Regions from separate parts of the Mus musculus genome. Here regions 1, 2, 3 and 5 are each linked to region 4. A link is a contact called in public promoter capture Hi-C data. All regions are on one chromosome and are shown on one strand. The core of a region is the stretch at or near the end of the contact, and the rest is flanking DNA. Distances in the headings are between cores, read along the strand shown.

Region 1 (2,700 bases), core at 8-2,507, 1.6 Mb after region 4:
TTTCAAAGGCCGTCTAATGGTCTCCAGTCTAATGGTTAAATTCCCGAGTGAACTTAACAATCCCTACTTGGAGACCAAGAGAAAGTATTCTTGCTTATCAAAAACAGCAAGTGCTGCTCTAAGAACCAAGACACACGTCGGTGCCTGGAGACAGCTCCACTTCAGCCTGTACAACCCAACTACAAGCCAGAACCCCTGGCCCCCAACCTATACATTTCTCAGTTTTCTGTCAACTAAGCCCATCCAATCAGTAAGCTCGTCAAAGTTCCCAAGGCCAAGCCTCTGCCCAGCACGCCAGTGTCTTCACAAAGTTCCTGCCTCCAAGATCAGCTTCCCTCCACTTTCTGAAGACTTTTCCCAGTCCTCGTCGCAGGCCTGGCGCTCCGGCGCCTCCATTAGATGTCACTTCTCCCTGGCACAACTCTTCCTTTCTCACCATACTCAGTTGATTATAATTTGTGTTCCCTCCGCCGCAAAAGTCGTTTTCGCCCTTATCTCCTCAAAGAGACACAAGATCTATTCTCAGCTCCGAGACCTCTCCCGCGCCCAGAGTTCGACCTCAGCACCTAACACACTCCCTCGAGTTTCCACACCGTTCTGTCATCCTCAGCTCCTACACTTCGCACCTATTTAAAAGGAAAACACTTCGCAACTCTCGTTTCCTGTGCTTTCTACTCCCAGAACACACGCTTTTCGCCCCAGATCGACTCCCCTGGCTTCCACCTCACCACTTCTCCCCTCTTCCCATGTTCTTCGGGCTCTGACTCCCTGCCACCTCCCGGCCTGGGCCCTGCCCTGCCCGGGAGTACTCCACGAGCGGGCTCCGGTGTTTTTGCCCTCGGGGCCGCGAGGCCGCTGCCAGCAGGATTGGCTCCGCGTGGGGCGGACTCACCAGTTGGTCATGTCCAGGAAGAAGGCGCAGCCGGCCGGGTTGAGCTGGAAGCCGAGTAGCCGCTGGAACTCGGAGATGAGCACGTCCTTGTCTGTGGTGCCCAGGCAGCTGAACTTCTGCATGAGCTCCGGATCCAAGTCCACGTCCATGCCCTCCATGGCGGGGGGCCCGGACGCACAGCTTCCACCGCCCCGACCTGCTTCTCCACGGGCGGCCGCCGCGCCCGGGCCCGAGCCCACGAAGGGCGGCCCGCTGCTGGCCGGCGCCGCGCGCACTGCTCCGAGACAGGCCCCAGGCCTCTCACCGCCTCATGGGCTGCGCGCGCCGCGCCGAGCCGCGCCGCACCGCACCGCTCGCTCCTCTCTCGCTGGCTCTGGGGCTCGCGCTCCCCCCCCTCCCACCCCCCCCAGCGCCCGCCTCCGCCGCCGCCGCTGCTGCCGCCGCGGTTCGCAGCACCGCCGCCTCCGCCTCCTCCCGGGCCGCGCCCAACGCGCACGCGCGGGGCCGCTCGGACCCCGCCCCTTCCTCTCCCGAAAGCCCGCCTTCAGTGACGTCATAACTCGGTGACGTCTCTCGCGTGACCTCACCGCGACAGAGCGGAGGGGGCAGGAAACGGGAAGCCGGAAAGAGCGGATACTGGGCGGGTCTCTGTCCTCGCCTGAGTCCCCACACTGCGTGGGAGGAGTCACGAGTCTGAGAGGTGCTTCGGAGACGAGCGACCCCACCCATGCTCAGGCTGGGAACCCGAAGTCGCCACAGGAACAGAGGCTGGGACTGGGGCAAAGGGCAAAGGGCAGCACAGAGCGGACTCTTGCTGCTCCGCTCTCAGGGGACTTAGTATTCAAACAGACATTTTCCCAAGGTCGCGGCGGTGCACGCTTAGTCTCTGGATTCTGACCTGAGTTTCTCATGACTGCCTATGTTACTATGCAACCTTAGCATTACGTTTCCAGAAAATAAAGGCAGCCTAATGCAAGCACCAGTTACAGGTCAGAGGAACCGATCCTCTGCAAAGAAAGGTCAATACCCTAGAATTTAGCAAATCTTGTTCTGTCTCTAAAATCCACGACCAAAAAAATGACTGTAGACAGTATCCAGTGTATCTACTAATGTGAGGCTCCATTTGAAGCTGAAGGATTAAGAAGCTCAGCTGTGGAGAGACTCATCTGCCCGTTCTGTCACCAAGTATTTTCTCAGTGTCACCTGTTAGATATGACTAGGTACAGGGATGGGGGTGGGTAAGAAACTGGGCAACTGGGGACTTGGCTTAAGCTGTTTCCCCGAAGGTATGAAGACCTGGGTTCCTGAGAGCAGAGATACTTCGCTCTTGCATATAAGGCCTGGCTGACAGCCAAGGGTGGCGGCACTGGGGAGGCAGGCAAATTTCTGTGTGTTTGATGCCAGCCAGAGATACTCTAGACCCTGCCTTTAAAAAATAAACCACCCCAGCACTCAAGAGGCAGAGGCGGGCTTTCTTCCTGGAGTTGCCTTTGATCTCATCCTCCTACCCCTACTTGCTGGGATAACTACTGTCACAACTACTTCTGAAAAGAGACTCAACTGAAGTCAGTGGGCCTGGGAGGAGGCTCAAAATCGCCTGGTGATTGTTATCATATCCAAATTTCAGAGCAGAACCTTGAGCAAATGCAGTTATTGCTGATAGTTTGCTCAACAGTTCAACCTGATTAAAGATTGACAAAATATGTTTACGGATGTGTTTGAATTGTGTCTATCTCATGAACAGCAGCTGTGAGATCATGAGGACCAGAGCTCAGGGTTATCAGTGTGACAGTTTGTGTATTCCTACC
Region 2 (2,700 bases), core at 197-2,696, 1.9 Mb before region 4:
GATGATAATCCCTTAAGCATGCACTTTTCTCATTTCACTTTGGAAAAAAAGTGGTGGTTGTGGGGGAACCGCAACCTTTGAATACGCTATTACTACCATTTCAATTTTAGGAATGAGAAATTAAGATTCTGGAAAATACAATGACTTGAATACACTAGTGAAGGACTCAAGACCTGAAGCCAGGTCTTTGAGACTCCCTTTATTCGGCAAACTTGACTAGAGCATTTCTGGACAAGGTGTTCTAGGACCCCAGGGAACTGACCATGTACCAGGCAAGGGCTCTTTTCTTAGGGAGTCCATCTTCTGGTTAGCCATACAGGACCCTAGAGAGCGAGAGGTTATGACCACAGTGTAACTGGCATTGATTCGGAAGTCACGATCCCAGGGTTACCTTAAGGCTAGGCAGGTCTGGTCCGCAGCCCGGAATCCGGGGAGGGCTGCGCCTCACTCACCGCAGGCACCCTGTCCGTGGCCACGGGCACTGAAGGACCCGCTGGATCGCCCTCGACGACTGTTGGCCCCGCGACACGGCCACGCCCACGCTCAACCCCGCTTCTCCCGGGCCAGCCGCGCGGATGCCCAAGCTGCAGCAACCTGTGATTCCAATGCCATTCCCTCCTGCCTGGGCCGAGGGCACACAGATGTTCGCATCCTACTGTCTGAAGGAACCACAACCCCCTCCCACCTCCATGCCTGTCTACTGCCTGAAGAAATCCTAACGCCCCAATCTCCTGTCCGAGGAAACTCTACCGCCCAAGAGACCCCGACGCCCTGCCTTCTGCCTGAGGAGACCCAGATCCCTGAGAACCCCCTCCCACCCTGACTGTATTCTCCTAGTGGTGCTGCTGGGCTGGACCGTGACTTTCCCTTTCCTAGCTGTGGGCTGTCGCCTCTGAAAGGTTCCTAGACCTAACCTCACTAGGGCTTGGGTTCCTCCTGCTGAGAGCAGAAAGTAGCACTTTCTCTTGGTGACAAGAGTGAGATGGGGAGAGAGCCCTGAAGAGAAAGAGGAACTTGAATCCCGCTGCGAAAGTGAGATTCTTGATGTTACAGCCTCAACTGCTTTGAAACACATTTGTCCAGAGATGAGCTTCAGGCCAGCGACCCCGGGGCTCAGAGCCCCAAACTAACGCCTACTGTTTGCTGGACGCGAGCAAGGGCGTGCTGCACGATCAGTGGCGGATGCGGAGAAAACCCGCAGGGGCAACCCATCACGCACGCTCACCCCACCCTACAAGCGCTTGCCCACTGGAGGTGAGACCTGCGTGGAGTACTGCGCAGACGCACGATCCGGAATGTTGAACTGGGAGGGGTGCACGCGCTACGCAGAGCGCCCTCTGTCGGAGCTGGGCAACATGTGCCAGGCACTGCGCAGACGCTGAATCCAGAGCTTAGGCGAGGCTGAGCCGGCCGGGGGCAAACCCGGGGCACCTGCAGGGGCGGCCCAGTGCGCACGCGCGCTCCGACGCGCCCCCCCACCCCCTCCAGGAGCCGGAGCTTCCTGGTGCGTTCTTCCACCCGCGCCTGTCGCAGGCGCCTCCTCTCTGCCCCGCCGCCTCAGTTGTCAGCTTCGGCCGCAACCGCCCCAGCAAGGCTGGAGCAGGACCGGGAGTCTAAGGGAGGGAACCTGGCGAGAGAGCTGCGCAGACCGCCGCCACCCTGGCGCTGAGGGTCGGTGAGTGTCACTAGGACTTGTCACTCGCGCGCTAGCTCGGGGCTCTGAGATTTCCCGTCCTTGCCCGGGTCTCCACTCTGCCAGCGGGCAGCGCCCCAACCTGGGGCCTCCGAGCCCCTGCCTATCGCCGGGACCTGCGGGCTCGCGGACTGACCCTTCGTATTGCTGCAGGTGTAGCTGTCTTGGCGTCCTCATGCTGGGTGTGTCCCCGCTATAGCGGGGTCGCGGGGCTCGCAGGAACCCGCACAGACCGCTGGGTCGTTACGGGGTCTATTGTGCGGGCCTGGCAGGTGGACAGACAGCCGCCGCCCTCAGGCGCTTTGCGGGCTGCGACACAGCAGGCCGGCGGAATGCTCCAGGCTCAACCGGCCAGTGCTGGTCCTGGATGGAATTCCTCCCAGTTCTTCAAGCTTCAGCATCTTCGTTTTCATGAACTTTAACGTAGGGTTCAAGGGATGCTTTGATAGGGGTTGAAGTTGGCGAAGCCCTCAATGTGCAATACAGAACTCGGAAGGGGGAACCACAGCAACTACAGCAACTGTGCTCTGGTCAAGTGTCTCGGTGTTTGGTGTTGGTGCTCAGAATGACCGACCCCGAACTTCGACTAGTTCCTGGGGGTCAGGGCTCCAGCCTGGGGGTCAGGTCCCTGGTACTGCACGCTTGAGCTTTCCCTGTGTGTGGCCCATTTGGGCTTTGTCTTAAAAGGTATTTCTGTCTGTCCCTTTGCCTCCAGGCCTGAACGGTTCTTGTATCATAAATAGGGACTTGGTGTTTGTAACGTGAGGAGCACTCAGGAAATGCTCTCCCAATGAGTGACTGGGGCTTTGTAGTAACAATGTGGAGACCCAGGCAAGGCTTAAGGAACTGAATTCTGCCCCTGTCTCCTAAGCAGCCTTATTTCATCCAGAGAGTTTTGTTTGGTGTTGCCATTTGTAAGCTTGAAAAGACTGAAACCATTTTAGAAAGCTTGCCTCGTGGGAAGTAAGAGACAGGGTGGGGAGAGGAAAAGTTGATTTTTAAAAAAA
Region 3 (2,700 bases), core at 151-2,650, 1.2 Mb before region 4:
TCGTACTCTCAAACAGTGCATGCTATTTAAAGAGACGTTTCCAACTCCCAGGGTAGTGCATAGACCCCAGAACAAGAGAGCTGGGAAAGGAAAAGGCCACCATGGGCGTCAGGGAGGTAACACTCTGCCCTTTGCTGCTCTGTGCCTCCTCTGGTCTCCCGGACATCCCAGCCAGAGTCTCCTGCACTGTCCGAAAGGCCCTGACCACCTCAGCCGTTAAGACAGAACTCAGCCACATGTTCTCACACTTCTTGTTTTCCTTATTAAGTAATATTTCTTTCTAACCAAGGAAAAATGACTTGCTTTGATTAGGATACCCATCTTTCATCCTTCAGCCACATGTAATGGCAGAGAAGGAGCCTCCAGCCACGGGAGTGACTTCTTGTGAAGGAAGCCACAGACAGAGTCTAAGCTGAACAGTGGAGCTCTGTAGCGTTGCTTGTCAGGGTGGGCAGGAGGTGCAGGTTCCCTGCTGCCACCCTCAGCATGGACGGACACAACCTCCCCTCACCTAACCACTGGAAGGTGACAGAAAAATAACAAGACTTACGTTTGACGGTGCCTCGGGACTCCTGGAAACCTGCTGATTCCGAGCCCCATCCTAGAACCTCACAGTCATGGGTGTCCACCTGCCCAGTTCGAGTCCCAGGGCTTGTGACTCCCTTACCCCTGTCCACCAGCCAGCAAGACTTCCACAGCCCCACACTCCGCTTGCGTCCGTCCTCCAGCGTCTGGTACACCCAATTGGGGGTGAAGGCTGCTGCGTTGTTGAGGATGAGGGAGACCAGGGCCACCAGCACAGCGGTGGCCACAAGCTTCTGGAGAGTCATCTCTGACTTCCAGGACTGTCTATCTCGGAGAGTTCCAAGTCCCAGTCAGCCGCTGTGCATCCAGAGAAAGCCAAGATGCTGCTAGGGGTGGCTAGAGGACATCAGCACTCATCCTTGGGAAGCTATGCGGCAGCTCCAGCCCGGCACAGGAGGATGTCGCCCATGGGACGGGTCCAAGAGAGCTACTCACAGCCCTGTCTTAGCCTGCCTCTTGAGCCTGGAGCAGGGACAAGCCTGTGCTGAAGCTGGTCTCCCCAAGACCCATTCCAGGGAGAAATCTGGGGCACTGGCTGCACCAGCGAGAATCCAGAGTTGTAAGTGGGTCGTCTTCTTTGGAACAGAGGCCAGGGAGGCTGTGTCCACAGTGCCTCTTGCCTACAGCAGTGGAAAATGGACAGCAACTCGGGAGGCAGGCACAGCGTGGGAATCAGCCAGGTTACGCGCCTCAGAACGGGCTGTGGGAGCCAGTCTGATGGAGGAACAGGGTTGTGGACGCAGTGTGGGTTTGGCCACCTCTCTGCTATGTATCCCGTCTTGGTATCTCTGCCACAAATGGCAGGTCCTGAAAAGCAGAACGCCTGCCACAAGGAAGCATGTGTATGCGCGTATGTGTGTGAGCTCCCGTTTCCCTGTCTCTCAGCAGAGAGGAAATGGTTGTTTTTGAGGCTGTTTTTGGTGAGCAGGAGGGCGTAGCCAACTGCAACAAATAGCAGCCCTGCCACAGAGCCAGACACTAACAGGATGTGCTTCCTGATGGGAAAGGCCTGGGGAGACTTCAGAGGCCTGCTCCAGCCCACCACTGGCTGCCCCTCCCCATCTTCCTGTCCCATAGGAATAGTCAGGGATGCCAGCCAGGACACTCATCTTCTTACCTGTTGCCGTCAAACCTAGCCAGCTGTGCTAGGTCCCGGACCAGGGGATGCTGCAGACAGCACGGGCAGGCAGAATCCTCAGGGACTAGGTGTCCATCCATCCATCCATCCATCCATCCATCCATTGCCTAAGGCATGATAGGTGCTGTGAATCCCCAATGTCTAAAGCAGTGGTTCTCAGTCTGTAGGTCATGACCTCTTTGGGGGTCAAATGACCCTTTTACACGGGTCACCTGAGACCATCAGAAAACACAGATATTTGCATTAGAATTCATAACAATAGCAAAATTACAGTTGTGAAATAGCAACAAACTAATTTTATGGTTGGGGGTCACCACAACATGTGGAACTAATGGCAGGACAGAGTAAGGTGTAGAGGCACCTGAGGCAGGCCACCATCTGCTGACAGAGATCCATTCACCTCAAGGGAGCAAGTGTACTCAGACCTTACAAGGAAGGGGAACCTTGAGGAACCTCTGCAAGGGGTTGTTCTTGGGCTGGCAAGAAAAGGTGGGATTCTGTAAGGGGTTGTGCCACCAAGCAGGCTGGATAGCTGATGTGACTTCTGAGCAGCCAAGTTTGCTTACTAGCAAAGTGCTCGCTCCCCTGAGGCTGGACAGAGCGACTGTACATTTGCTCTCCTTCCTCATAGCGCTTCAGCTCTGGTAAATAAAAGCCACCAGGTCTGAGACTGTGTCCCGCCTCCAGAGCCTCCCACCAGGGTTCCAGAGCTGCATAAATGAACACAAGAACGCAGGAGCTGTGGGCTGAACCATCTCAAACACACGTACTGCACCGCACCGCACCGGGCAGGATTGGGACAGCCTGGTGCTGACTAGTGCACTGGCCGGGACAGGCCGGAACCGACCTTTCCTGTCTTCATGAACTGACATGCTGGGCCACCCCCTACTTCCTAGTGTGGCTGCCTTCAATCACACGTTCCCATATATAGTCAGGCTCCTGGCACTCCTTAAGTTTACATTCCAAAAGGCAAGGAC
Region 4 (2,700 bases), core at 50-2,549:
AAATAATAAAGAACCTAGGGGCTGGAGCAAGAGGAAGAAGTCGAGCGCGGGTGGGGGGGGAGTAACAAAATAAATAAATAAATAAGCATGTAATTAATATGACTTAGCATTTCAACTTTCACTGAAATAAGCAATATAGTTTTATAGAGAGTAAATGAAGAAATGGACCAAGTGTAATGGCATGTGCTGATAATCTCAATGGTCTGGAGGCTGAGCAGCAGAGGGATAGCAAGTTCAAGTCCAACCTGGCCTCTGTGTGTGTGTGTGTATGACTCTGTCTCCAACAGAAGAAATGGAGGCAAGCACATTTGCACATTTTTGTAATTGCAGCACTTGGTAAGGAAGGGAAAGTGGGAGGGTCAGGAATGCAAGTCATCTTTGGTTTCATAATAAGTTCAAGGTCAGCATGGACAACATGAGACTATATTACACAAACAAAAAGAACTGAGATATAACCTAGAAATTCACTTATCATTAGGTTTTTTTTTTTTTAAAGATTTATTATTATATGTAAGTACCCTGTAGCTGTCTTCAGACACTCCAGAAGAGGGCATCAGATTTCGTTAATCTGGACCTTTGGAAGAGCAGTAGGCGCTCTTAACCACTGAGCCATCTCGCCAGCCCCCTTGTTTTGTTTTTTGAGACAGCTTTTCCCTGTGTAACTCTGGCAATCCTGCAGCTTGCTCTGTACCATCAGGCTAGTCTCTAACTCAGAGATGTGCCTGCCTCTGCCTTCCCCAGCGCTGGGATTAAAGGCCTTTGCCTCAAGTTTAATTTATTTGTTTGACTAAAGTCTCATTAGAGCAGAGAATTTGATGTTTCAGGAACCAGGATAAAAATTAGTGGTGGAGTTTTTAATCTAGTCTTTTTTTAAAATAAAGATCTATTTATTTTATTTATATGAGTACACTGTAGCTATCTTCAGACACAGCTGAAGTGGTTATCAGACCCCATTACAGATGGTGGTGGGAACTGAACTCAGGACCTCTGGAAGAGCAGTTTGTGCCTTTAACCGCTGAGCCGTCTCTCCAGCCCTTTTTTTTTTTTTTTTTAAAAAAAAAAAACAGGAGGTAGGATCTTAGTCTCACAAAGACCACGCTTCCACAGGGTAGCCTGACACCCAGGACGCTGGCCTTGAACTACTCAAGCCTGATCCTGGGGATTACAGGCATACCACGACCGGCCAAAATCAAGCTTAGTTGATCTAGTCTTTAGAACGATTTGCGACCGTTCCACTCAGCGACTCCTGTACACTTCCCGACAGGCCTTGCATCAACGCCAAAGAACTTCCTCCCAGCATTCCCCGCGGCCGGAAAGCGCCGTGCGGGCTTCAGGCTGATAGGAGCGTCTTTCCTCGTCGCTGTTTGCGGCTTCTCTGGTCGAGTTGTGCGGAGCTTCTCGGCCGTCCCCACTGGCCACCATGTCCGCCCAGGCGCAGATGCGGGCCCTGTTGGACCAGCTCATGGGCACGGCTCGGGACGGTGAGTCTGAGCGGTGGCCCAGGCTCTGGGCGGGGTGGGAGCAAGGCGAGGCCGCCTGGAAGCCTGAGGTGAGGGCCGTGACAGCGTGCGTCTGCGCGGGGCGCCATTTTTCTCCCCTGCTTGCTGACCCCAGGCTCGGGGCCTTTGTCTGATCTGCTTGGCCTGCGAGTCTCTCGCAGCCGCCGCGTTCTACTGGTCCGGGCTGCCTCCTTCCTGAGAGTCCGATCCGACGGTGGGGCTCTGTCCCCTTCTCGTTTTCCGTCATGCGAGTTCCTCTTGGTCGGCACGGCGGCTCGGCGCCGCCGGGCAAACTGGAGCGTCGGCGAAGGGCTGGAACCAGCGCGGGCTCCGGGGTGCTGGCTGCCGGGTGGCGGAATTTCTCTGATACTCTTCGGAGGAGAGGCGATCCCCGAAGGAGCTGGACGGGTTTCGAAAACCCGGGCGTTCTTGCTCCATACGGTTACACGGGGAGCCGCAAATGAGCATTTCTAACGTGGGTTCCCTCCGCGTACTTTTCTAGTCTTCCCTCCCTTCATTCCCCTGCCTCACAGATTAGCCTCGGTTTAGTCACCTCTCGGCATTCATTAGGTAGTTGGTTCAGTAAGGAGGCGTGCAAGATCATGGTGGTGTCTCAGGAAAAAGCAGTTGCATCCTAGCAAAGCTAGATCCCTGCTGTGGTTTGTGTTTTCATTTTTACTAAAGTAATAAAGTTGTAATTTCACACTGGCACATTTCACAGGGCTGTGCAGATTCTTTGCACCATTTCATAGGTCAATACGTGCTTTTAGCTTTCTTTGTATGTTGAGTTGCTTTTGAATTGCTTCCCATATTTTTATTTCATACAAACTGAACAATTGTGGCCCCTCTATTTTATTTATAAAGGTTCAGTGTATCTTTGCCTGCCTACATCAATCTGCAAGGGAGTTGCAGAAAAGCCTCATGTTCATCGAGCCGTGAGTCACAACCAATTTCTAAGCTGTTATAACAAAAAAGTGTTTGCTTTTTTCCCACAAGTAACTTTAAAAGTGTAGTTTAGAAAGAAAACATTTTCAGTAAAAAGACACGACATTAATCCTGGATGCTTGCCAATCCTGAAGTATATTCTCCCTGACTATTACACAGCACTGTGTCCTGTACACAGATAGCCTTAGAATTTGTCACATACCACTTTGCCTTTACTTTTATGTATCATTCCCCGACTTCCTTACTGCAGGTGTGG
Region 5 (2,700 bases), core at 143-2,642, 2.0 Mb after region 4:
TCCTCCAAGTGCACACGCGCACGTGCGCACGCGCACACACACACACACAGACACACACACTCGAAAACAAAGCAGAAAAAAAGTGGTGTGGGGTTCTCCAATCCAGCGAGCTAAGGATGCACTGTAAGGAGTGCCAGACCGGGCAGAGGTGACCTTTAATGGCGGTGTGGAGGAGGGAGGTGCCTGCTGACTTTCCTGCCAGCCAAGTTTTGTTCATTCTAGGATGATGAAACCAGCCAGTGACAGATTGCCTTCTGGCTACATACTCTCTGTGGTATATGATGAGTTGGGGTGACAGGCAAGCCCAGGTACAGAGTTCTTGTCTTGTCTGGTCCCTGACATCCAGCGACAGAAATCTCAAGTGGGAGAAAAGTTCTTTTAAAATTTGTTTTCTATTTGGCTTCACAAGGCCTATAAGCACAGGCTGGCCCAAAACTTTCTCCATTGCTAAAAATGACCTCAAACGGGTCCTCTACCTCCTGAGTGCTGGAGTTAGAGTGCCATCATGCCTTCCAGATCTTTCTTTTTTCTTGTGTGGGTGTATATGAAAGTGCACATGCGGTGTGTAGAGATTGGAAGATAACCTTCAGGAGGCAGTCCCAGGGACTGAACTCAAGTCTTCAGGCTTGGAGACAAAGCGATGACCCGTTGAGCCATTGAACTAGCCACCAGTTAAAAAATTGGGGGTGCTGAAGAGATGCTTCAGTGGTGAAGATCGCGCTTGCTACTCTTGAAGAGGCTCGCTTCCCAGCATCTACATGGAAGTTCTCCATTGTAACTCCACTTCCAGGGGATCCAACGCCTTCTTCCAGACTCTGCAGGCACTGAACGCACATGGTGCAGAGACAGACATGCAGACAAAACACTCTGACATATAAAAATAGATATTTTGTAAAACGTATGCGTCTGTATTTTCATTCCCAAGTCTCCCACCATATGCCTCTCCCAAGCGCCTCTGAAAATTACAGTTTGCCTCTATTCCTTCCCCCACCGCCCTTAGCTTTGCTTCTTGCTTCAAACCACACAAGTCTATGCCTAGTTTCTTCTCAGGAAGAGTGAGGAGGTTGTATTAGATGACCTCCACCTTCTTTCCGCGCTTTAAAGCTTTAAATATCGTTTCGTGAGGCTTGCTTTGACCAGCCCTAACTTCTCCCCAGCGCTTTCCTCAGCTGCTGCTCCCACGTCTGACTGCAGAGGGCGCTGCAGACGCGCCAGGGCAGCTGTGCAGTGGGCGGAGCGATGGCTGTCAAAGGAGTGGCTCCAGGCGGCGCGGCGATTGGCTACTGCTATGGCGGAAGGGGGCGGGGGCGAGTGCTTAGTTGTGGGGGAGGGAGCCAGCGGCGCGGTGACATCACGGGGCTGGGGGCGGCGCCGGGGCTGGGAGCGTGTGACGCCGCAGGCCGCGGCGGACCTGGGGATTAATGGGAAAAGTTTTGGCAGGAGCTGGGGGATTCTGCGGAGCCTGCGGGACGGCGGCAGCGGCGCGAGAGGCGGCCGGGACAGGTCCGTGCGGATCGGGAGAGGCCAGCGCGGCCCGGGCTGAGGTGGATGGTGGGGTCAGGGGCTCCGAGAGCCGCTTTCCGCGCCTCTGCGGCTCGTCTATGCTCGGCTTGCGCGCTGAGGAGCCACCGCTGGGGTCTCCACCGCAGGGACCCCTGTGGTTGCTCGGAGCCGGCCTCCCTCCCTCCTCCCACCCACCCTGATCCCTCTAAAGCCCCGTGGCTTCATCTCCTCTCAATTCCAAAGAACCCCATGTCACCTCCCTTCTGACCCCCTTTCTGAGCGCCTCCCTTGCTGTCCCGCTACCCAGGCCCTCCTTGGAGATCCTTCCTGCCTCCCTCGATAGCCTTCCATCCTTGCCCTGTCGGTCAGTGCTCTCCTCCTCTCTGACCCGTTTTCGGGTTGCCCTATCCCTCCCCATCTTCTTTAGGATGTTGTGAGCCAGTCCGGTTTATCCGAGCCCCTTCTATCCTGGCTACCGGCAGAGGCCCCACTTAGGCTCAGCTCTCATCTCCTGTCCTTTTCACCTCCTGTCACCCGACTGCCTCGCTTCTAGTTTTTTTTTTTTTTTTTTTTATGCCTCTGCTTGAGGAGAACCCAGAGGTGCACGATAGGCTTCCGTTTCACCTTCAGTTGAGCTGGGAGTGGGGTGTTGAGCGCCAGCTTGACCAGATTTGTTCGGGTCACAGGTTTCACTGGGTGTTGTATTGGGAGGGATGGCCAGTTGGTAGGCCCTCGTAATCTCAGCTTTATAATACTTCCCCTTTATGAGTCTGTTGACTTCCAGGAACCCTTGGGGGAGACGGCTCTGAGTTGGGTGTGTGCCAGGGGTAGCCAGAGGCTTCATATAACTCTTTTCACCCTTTCAGGAAACAGGACTCATTTGGGATATTATGGAATGTATTTAAACCATGATACGGTGCCTTCCACGCACTGCCCTTTTCCATACAGCTAAGAGCAGAAGCTATGCCCTTGGTTTTTTTTTTTTTTTTTTTTAAAGATTTATTTATTATATGTAAGTACACTGTAGCTGTCTTCAGACACACCAGAAGAGGGTGTCAGATCTCGTTACGGATGGTTGTGAGCCACCATGTGGTTGCTGGGATTTGAACTCCGGACCTTTGGAAGAGCAGTCGGGTACCTCTTACCCACTGAGCCATCTCACCAGCCCTGCCCTTGGTTTTAAACTTGGTTTTTCCT

What was found. Promoter capture Hi-C pulls out the DNA fragments that hold promoters and counts their contacts.
Region 1: a contact with region 4 is called in a promoter capture Hi-C map of pre-B cells, with 2.7 times the contacts expected there. The contact joins the promoter of Ilrun here to the promoter of Luc7l in region 4. A contact is called at or near these places in 1 of 39 promoter capture datasets (pre-B cells) and 2 of 484 Hi-C or Micro-C datasets (B cells and CD4 T cells).
Region 2: a promoter capture Hi-C map of pre-B cells shows a contact between it and region 4, with 3 times the contacts expected there. The contact joins the promoter of Abca3 here to the promoter of Luc7l in region 4. A contact is called at or near these places in 1 of 39 promoter capture datasets (pre-B cells) and 1 of 115 datasets of contacts at active chromatin or transcription factors (pancreatic cancer cells).
Region 3: a contact with region 4 is called in a promoter capture Hi-C map of liver, with 3 times the contacts expected there. The contact joins the promoter of Tmem204 here to the promoter of Luc7l in region 4. A contact is called at or near these places in 2 of 39 promoter capture datasets (both in liver).
Region 5: a contact with region 4 is called in a promoter capture Hi-C map of the C10 cell line, with 4 times the contacts expected there. The contact joins the promoter of Ppard here to the promoter of Luc7l in region 4. A contact is called at or near these places in 3 of 39 promoter capture datasets (the C10 cell line, liver and pre-B cells).

Annotation. Positions count from the first base shown.
Region 1 is chr17:27,819,285-27,821,984 of GRCm38.p6, forward strand. It overlaps Ilrun (inflammation and lipid regulator with UBA-like and NBR1-like domains), which reads right to left and starts at 1,258. Exons shown (of 5, transcript NM_001033279.3): 1 at 893-1,258. The coding sequence starts at 1,050.
Region 2 is chr17:24,350,577-24,353,276 of GRCm38.p6, forward strand. It overlaps Abca3 (ATP-binding cassette, sub-family A (ABC1), member 3), which reads left to right and starts at 1,447. Exons shown (of 33, transcript NM_013855.3): 1 at 1,447-1,675. It overlaps Abca17 (ATP-binding cassette, sub-family A (ABC1), member 17), which reads right to left and starts at 483. Exons shown (of 31, transcript NM_001031621.3): 1 at 392-483.
Region 3 is chr17:25,079,714-25,082,413 of GRCm38.p6, forward strand. It overlaps Tmem204 (transmembrane protein 204), which reads right to left and starts at 1,401. Exons shown (of 3, transcript NM_001001183.1): 1 at 551-1,401. The coding sequence starts at 830. The region is part of intron 18 of Ift140 (intraflagellar transport 140); the gene reads left to right.
Region 4 is chr17:26,251,611-26,254,310 of GRCm38.p6, forward strand. It overlaps Luc7l (Luc7-like), which reads left to right and starts at 1,300. Exons shown (of 10, transcript NM_028190.3): 1 at 1,300-1,481. The coding sequence starts at 1,421.
Region 5 is chr17:28,231,362-28,234,061 of GRCm38.p6, forward strand. Ppard (peroxisome proliferator activator receptor delta) reads left to right here and starts at 1,393. Exons shown (of 8, transcript NM_011145.3): 1 at 1,393-1,503.